Regions from separate parts of the Gossypium hirsutum genome. Here region 2 is linked to region 1. Evidence: chromatin contacts called from public Hi-C data. All regions are on one chromosome and are shown on one strand. The core of a region is the stretch at or near the end of the contact, and the rest is flanking DNA. Distances in the headings are between cores, read along the strand shown. Region 1 holds the start of LOC107896411. Region 2 has its middle 27 kb from the start of LOC107893662.

Region 1 (4,233 bases), core at 1,199-3,698:
GCATCTTATGCTAGCCCAACCCAAATTCAATTTAAATAATATTTTTTGAAATTTTGAATTTAATTATAAAAATATTTAAATAGCAACTAAACTATATTTTTAATATTTTATTAATTTTTTAATACTAAAATAAGCTTTTGGGTCGTGTCAAGTCGACATGAAAATAGGCCATTTAATTTTTAGGGGTGTGTGTTTTTTGGTTTTCACTCCTTTTGCTCCCAAATGTTCTCTTATGTATAAAAACATGAATTTAAAATATTAGGAGCATAAAATTCACAATTTACATTGAATAATCACCCAAAAACGCATTAAGAATGGGACTAAAACATGTTACTTTTAGCACGTATTAGAGGGAGAAGAATGTATTGAACAAATAATGATGTTTTTTAGGGCGGGAACCATGACAGATTTTTTCTTGTTCAGTTGAAAGACAATGGAGCAAATACGGTGACAATGTCAAAGAGGGTGGAGCTATGGTAAATTGTTGTCTTTTCCTTGATCTAAGCATAAAAAATTAAAACTTCACGGGTATAGCAATAGTATTAATTGAAATTTTGTAATTTTTAAAGAGACTAAAAGAATAATTTTTCTCTTTTTTTGCAGGTTCAATCAACAATCCATTAAGGGTTTAACGGCTAAGTAGTCAATTTGGTCAATTTTTCTAACGATAATGACTAAATTGAAAAAAATAATTTTAGAGTGACCAAAATAGAAATAACGTTATTTTATGATGACTTTCAGTGCAATTTACCCTTTTTTTTTCTTTTACCATCGTCCCCTTCTTCTAAAAAAATACAAATACAAATAGTCCACTTCTCTTTTCTATTTCCTAGAGTGTTTGATATCTAGTACTTCAAAAAACTTGGTTGGGGAAGAGAGTTTCTGAATTCGGATCAAACCCTTTTCAATCAAAATAGCCAAAAAAAAAATCTAATCTTGTTTTCCATTAATCTACCAAAAAAGCTAATGAAGACTTTCATTGCCACTCTCATTTTCTGCTTTGTTCTCCTGGTGTAGTTATATTTTCAATCAAAATATTCATTAAAAATAATTTTTTTTAAAATTTCCCCGTTTATTAATTATGTTGTTTTATGGACAGTTTACGAATCTCAACCATGCTAGAAAAGAACCAAGAGAATACTAGAAAAGTGTGATGAAAGACCAACCTATGCATGAAGCAATCAAGGGTTTATTACATGAAGAAGAAACAAGTTCAGGTTCGGGTTCGAAGAAGAAAATGAAGCAGTTCGTTAAAGATTTTGATAGTCAACATAGCCTTATAATATATGTTAACAATCCTGAGTCTAAACAAGAAGACACGACATACATTAAGGATGTTAAAGGCATCACGGACTAGAAACGAGATAAATTAGATATAAAGAAATAGACAACCTTTTAAAAAGATAAAAAGGGAAAAAAAAAATTTGAGAAAGGTGGCAGAGGTGGAGGCACTAATGTTAGTTGCTGTGGGGAAGGATAAATTTTGATGATTAAATTGAGATTATTTATAAATTTTTAGGGTTAATTTTTTAAAATTATGACTAAATTGATATAATATGTAAAAGTTGATAATTAAATTTATTATTACATCAATTTTTGACTGTCACGTTATACTTCCATCAAACATTAATGACACTTTAATGGAAATGAAAAAAAAACAATTTTAATTAGTTGGGTGACCAAATTAAAAAAAATGATAGTTAGGTGACAAAAAAAGAAAAAGAGCAATAGTTGGTGACCAAATTAAAAGAATTGATAGTTGAGTGACTAAAAAAGAAAAGGGCAATAGTTGAGTGACCGAATTAAAAGAATTGATAGTTGGGTGACAAAAAAAAAAGGGGATAATAATTGAATAATTTTTAATGTAATTTACCTTGAATTATATCAAAGAGAAATAAACTCGATTTAAACTTTAAGCAAATAATAAATTAATTAATTTGAAAGAACTAAAAATTACGTTATTAATAAAATTTCAATACAAATAGACATAATGATTTTTTTGGTCTTTCAATTTTATAAAAAAAAAATCATTTCAGCAATTTTTTTAAAATTTTTTTAACTCTTAAACTTATGTATTTTGTCAAATTATCTAAGAATGAATAAAAAAGTTACCATTTTTTAACTTTATTAATGTGTTATACATGTAAATTGCCACATGAATAATATTGAAGCATTTGATTAATTTTTTAGGGATCAAAAACATATTTTTAAAAATTAAAAATTATTTAAATTATTTAAAAAATATAAAATTATAAAAAGTTAATTAATGCTTACCTTTCACATTAACAAAATTAACGAAGGTTGATTTTTTATCAATTTTAAAATGAGATGATAAAAAATATAACTTTAAAAGTTAAAAGAGAGAAAATTTAAATGTAAGAATAAATTATTATTGTTTTAAATTATGCCATAAAAATACTGGATTTTTTTTTTTTGAAAAAAATACTGGAACATCTTAATTACATAAACTTCACGAATCGTACTGTTGTGAACCGTACCTGTCCACCGCGCTGGGAAATCGCGTCTAATACCAGAAAAAGACGGCGTAAAATTGCCTATCCATAACTGAAAACAACGCCGCACCGCCAACCGCCTCTCCATCTCCGATTGAAGAACCCAAAGTTATAAACCCTAGTTAAAATTAATTCCAATCAATTCGTTCTCCATCCTTTCAAAACAAAAAAGTTTATTTCTTAATTTTCAAATTACCGCAATCAGGGTTTGATATTTCCCTTTTTTGCATTTTTCACATTTTTGAAGAAAATACTTAGAGAGGGTAATTTAGAATTTCAATCTGAGGTAGGGGTTTTTAAAGCTTCCAATGGCGTTTTTAGGCGACGCGCTACGGCAAGCGTTTATGCCGAAGCACGAGTACGAGAGCCTACGGGAGGAAGATAAAGCTTGGACGAAGCTACAAAGGCCGATCTTAATCGGTTCCATAGTGATCATTTGTGTTGCGATCTTCGTTGGCATGATTATAAGCTTGAAGATTGTGTTTCCGGGAGATGATTTGAAGCGACCGTTTTGCGATGACCGGAGACTGCAGCCTTTGCCGTTGAATCCGAAAGGTGGAGGTGTCGGCGATCCAGATCTGTTTCCCGGAGCATTCTATTTGACTGATCAAGAAACCGTAGATTACTATTGGATGGTTGTGTTCATTCCATCTATGATCATTTTTTTGGCTTCAGCTGCGTATCTGGTGGCAGGTCAGTATGAATTCGGTGCATTTACTCTTTGATTTCCTTTAAGAGGAAATTATTTAGCAAGTATTAAATATTCTTTCTAGATCTTATTTAGAAATGAATGGAGGGTTGCATATTCTAAAAAGTAAGGTTTTGGTTGATTAAGTGTTAGCTTAATTTGCATATATATTGTTGCCAATGTAGTACCACGAGTGTTCGAGTGCGCTGAAGCGCATTATGTTATTATTTATCGGTTGGGGAGGGGTAACGAGTAGTTTTAAGCATGGTGTAAAAAGGGGTTCGTTTGTGTTGAAGCATGTTGTCTTACTATTTATCGATTTGGGGAGGCGGAATGAGTAGTTCTAAGTATTGTGTAAAAAGGGATTTGACTTTTGCAAGCGCATTATCTTATTATATCTGTTGGAGAAGGGCTACGAGTAGTTCTAAGTATTGTTTCAAAAAGAGCAAGTATAATAAGAACTTATAATGAGATTGTTAAAAATAATAATAATAATAGAAAGGTGAAGATGGGCATTGAATCTTGAATTAGAGAGGCTATGAAGTTCTCTCATTGTTTATTATTTTCAGTATCGGAAAATTTTGACTGGAAATTTTAGTAGGAGATGAGTATCATGACAAAGAAATTTAAAGATTATCTTTCCTTTAGTTATACATTGTGAATTGGAAAATTTAGTAGGAGATGAATATCCTGGTTAAAACTTTATTTCTAGAAATCGCTATCTTCCTATCCATTTTTGAATTAGCATGCATGATCCTAATCAAGGAATGCTAGTGATCCAATTTAGTAAGACTAACGATATCATTAGCATATAGTTTATTATAAAGTTATTGAATAAACCAAGCAATTCACTAACTTCAGAATTATTTATTTAGAATTATGAATTTATATAAACTCAAAAACTATGTTTATAAGTTTCAGAAAACATTTGTATTTTGTTTCTACTAAACCGAAAAAGACTACATGTATCGAACTATGTTTCATAAATAGTGATTTGTGTTCTAATTTTCGTTGTCCTAAACTAATCTGCGT
Region 2 (4,233 bases), core at 1,179-3,678, 200 kb before region 1:
AACAAGTTAAATAATAACAAGTAAACATATATTCATCATATAACATATTCAAATTTGATGCACATGATCACGATAGTGCAATTCTCATAAAACAATTATGCAAGTTTTTATAAAACATCCCACCCATCACCGTTACACTCCAAAAAGAGTTCCTTATAACTCGTCTATCCAAACACTCCATTGTGGATGAAGCTACCAATATTTGCAGATAAGCTGCCATGTAGGTTGTGGACAAAGCCACCATGTAGCTCGTGGAGAAAGCCACCATGTAGATTGTGGATGAAGCCACCAATTCCTCCTCCTTACAATCCCACCCTATGCATGTGATATGGTCATAATGAATATATATATAAAAAATTTACTCATTTCAAGATTTCACTTGTCACAATGGGCATGTCGAACATGCAAATTGGATAATATCATGTAGGTCATATTTAACATGCAAGCATGATTTAAATATTATGCCTATAATATAATGTCATCATATCACATGTCATGAGAAATGAGAATATGTACATAGTATCACAACATTCATTAAGTCTCATTAAATAACACATGAGATCAATTAAAGGAATAGTTCGAGGTACTTACTTGAATATTACCCTTTTTGTGAGTTTTAACATCCCTTTTCGAATATATAGTGTATTCTCAACTTTTCATGTTATAGAGATTTTTTACAAGGTTTCAATGATAAAATACTTATATTTTATCGGCCAATAAATATTATATATATTTCTAATAAATTAACCCACACTTGATCTAAGCAATTTTGATGAGGAAAAACTCCTTTTAACATCCGCTTCTAGATTTAATTAAATCTATCTTGGATCTAAACACAAAACGAATAATCTATCATTAATTCACCATTTAAATTATCCTTTTAAATGAAAATGATTTAATCTTGATTTCTAATACCACACTTACGCTTATACGACTAGAACCAGAGATGTGATTCACTTCCCAAAAGTCAAAGGTGTTCCAAGTTGTTAGCAATTGGCCATTCACACAAGATTAATATATGAGATGTTAATATCAAAGAAAAACAATGTCTAACACTAATACTAAATTCAAATATTAATAAAAAGATGAGGAAGAAGTGATGATTTAGTACCCAATATCATCACATTCTTATGTTATTCATTAACTGAATCTTTGTTGAATCAATCGATCAAGAGGAGAGAAAGAAAAAATCGAAGAAATAATTGATAGCAAAACATCTTTTTAGGATAAAAGCAATAAAATTCTAGCAATGATTTATGAAAAAAATAAAAAAGATAGTTGTTAAGGTGGAAGTGGTGAGTTTTTAAGAAGAGAAAAGAAAAAATAAGAAAAATGGTGGTCACGGCGGTAGTCCTGTGGTGTGGCAGTGGTGAGGTGGTGTTGTGGTGATGGTGTGGTTAACTAATGGTGGTGGAATGTGGAATAGAAGTGGAGAAAAGGAGGTACAATAGTGGCTTAAAGAAGAAGAAAATGGCAGAAAAAGGAGGAGCATGGGAGATGGAATGTAAGAATCGGTCAAGAGAGGAGGAGGAGAAACCAAAATGAGAGAAAAAAGTGAACGATGCCTAACTTAGGTGGTATGGACGGTTCAAGCTTAGTAAATGTGAGAAAATGGAAGCTTTGGGGGACAATGGTATGAAAAGTGGATTAATGGGGAACATGTGGAGTGAACAGGGGGTTTATGGGGGAAAATTGACTAGCTAAAGGAGGAAATAATCTTTCTTTGTATGGTCACTATGAGTGGACTGCTATGGAAACTTTAACCAAAGTTTTATGAGCCAAAAATTAAATAAAAATAAAAATGTAGGGAATTGAACATAAGACCTTTTTGAAATTAACAAAACATTTTTGCACCACATAGAAAATAATGTAAGGGAATGGATTTGAACATAGGTCATCAAGGAAAATTCCACCACCGCTCAACCACTACACTTTATACTTATTTATTATTAAATGAGTAAAACATCATCTAAAAAATTTCGAGCGTGACTACTCCCAGTTCATTAACCAATTTTTACTAACTCAGATTTTAGGATGCGAAGAAATATTAGAAATTTGATTACCATTGGAATTGTGGGTCCAATTCTCAATGAATTTTATTACCGAGTGGCAGTCCGGATTTAAGGTCGTTGCTACTGGTTCTTCTACAAAACCATTGGAAATTCCTTGTTTCGACGTGATAGAAGTCTTGCTGGGTAAAACCATATTCGGCGAAACAGGGGCATAATTGGGCACTAAAGTCGAATCTGGGACTGGGTTGTTGGGGTTAGAAACATCCACATTAGAAATTAAATTTCCAGGACACCCAGTGGAAGCCGTGGGCCCAGAATCCACGTTGGAGAATCCAACGTCCACTCCTGACGAAAGAATTTGATGCCCAGCTGTGAGACGATTCTCTACCAACCCATTACCTAAAGTTTTCCGGCCGTTACCCAAATCCTGGCCCTTAATTCCATCTTTACAAGACTGGCCCAAATCTGTCGCATAACCCATCTGAGATTTACCCAAATAGTGTTACTCTTTGAGGTGGAGTTTAACCATCGCTTACTTATGCCATTAATAATTGAAGTTAATGAATAGTATGGACTCAGTTTTATTAGGATTCAAATATGAGTTAATTACTCTCTTCACCCTCAAATTATGACCTTCATTATTAATTGGTCTTCAAACTTCAAAACATTGTAATTACACCTCTAAACTATTAATGTTTTATATCAATCAGTTTTTTTACTACGAAATTGTTAATTTAACTATTAAATGACACATAAAATCTTATTTGACATAATTTAAAATTAAAATTAAAAAAATGTTGTCACATAACTTTTAAAATTTAATATTAAAAATAAATTTTAAAAAAAGAGTGAGTGAACAATTGTATTTGTAAAAGCTTCAAAAACTTCAAAACTAAGATTTTTTACATCTATTTTTACAATATTCATTTTTCTTTAAAATTTTCATTTTGAATTATGTTATATAAGATTTGGATTCTCATTTAATGGTTAAATTATCAATTTTAGTAATGAGAGGACCTTAATGATATAATATTAATAGTTTGAGGATGTAATTAGAGTTTTTTAAAATTTGAGGACCAATTTAAAATGAGGGTCATAGTGTGAGGATGTTTAGTGAAATTAACTCTACAAATATTGAGTTTGAGTATTTTTATTTTTACCCGTAATAGATTCCAAGTAAATGTTGATAAAATTATTTTTATTTAAATTTGTTTTTACTTTAAAAAAATAATGAATGTGAATTTGGATATCAAATTCATTATATGTTTTTAATTTTCAATATAGGATATTGTAACGACCAGTTTTAGTCAATACCAAAAAATGCAATTTCAAAGTTAAATTTTGTAACTTGAATTAGTGAGATTGTTAATCAAAGAGTTGACGTATCTAGTGCGAGATTATAATATTGAATTATCAAGTAATTGGATCGAGAAAGTCGCTAATTAGTACAACAACTAAATTGCAAAAGTGTATTTACAAGTGAGATTTGATTAAAGAAATGTGGGAGGCATGATTTGACAATTGTACCAAGGACCTAATGGTTATTTAACCATCATTATCTCATGGTTAGTGGGATGAAACGATCCTATCTATTCATTGCAACTAATGTAGTTAAATTAAGATCATGGCCATCGATTTAGTTTCGTTAAGCTTGATTAAGGACCCTATTTACAGTGAGTGGGAAAGAGAAAAACATCATCTTTTTCTTCCCTTAATGCCGTCCATGCCATAGAAAAAGAAAGGAGAAAAGGGTTTTAAGTTTCTTTCACATTCGGTCTTAAATTCATCAAGGTAAGGGAATTTTCTCTTCATAATTTTTATAGATTCTTGATTGTTTAAACTCGATTAAGGTAACCCAAGTACTAGATTATTCAATTAATAAGTTTAATTCAAGTTGCCATGGTTGAATTCTTAATGAGATTGAAGCTTAAATGTCATGAATAATGAGAACTATGTTTAGATTATGTTATGGCCATGTTAGAACATAGTGGAAAGCGTTAGTATTAAGTTAGAAAATAAGTAGGCTATATAATTAACTTTATGATATTAGGGACTAATTTGAATAGATTTAAAGATTTTTCTTGGTTACTTTATACATACATTTCAAACATTGGCATAAACATGATATAATTCATTCAGTCACATACCTATCGTCCCTTAATCGAGCCCTCGAGGTCCTAAAAATACTTTAGAAACAATCTGTGACTAAATTGGAAACATT

What was found. A called contact is a pair of places that touch in the nucleus more often than the background predicts.
Region 2: a contact with region 1 is called in a Hi-C map of leaf, with 2.2 times the contacts expected there. The contact joins the enhancer-like site here to the promoter of LOC107896411 in region 1. A contact is called at or near these places in 5 of 34 Hi-C or Micro-C datasets (all in leaf).

What each region holds. Positions count from the first base shown.
Region 1 is chrA06:35,557,318-35,561,550 of Gossypium_hirsutum_v2.1, reverse strand. LOC107896411 reads left to right here and starts at 2,448. Exons shown (of 3, transcript XM_016821578.2): 1 at 2,448-3,206. The coding sequence starts at 2,822.
Region 2 is chrA06:35,760,851-35,765,083 of Gossypium_hirsutum_v2.1, reverse strand. No RefSeq gene overlaps it. Among protein-coding and RNA genes, the nearest start is that of LOC107893662, 27 kb to the left of the region's middle. Within about 2 kb of position 2,428, at least 3 of the 9 cell types and tissues checked have an H3K27ac peak or open chromatin away from gene starts, as enhancers often do. A contact at or near this core is called in leaf, where this site is marked.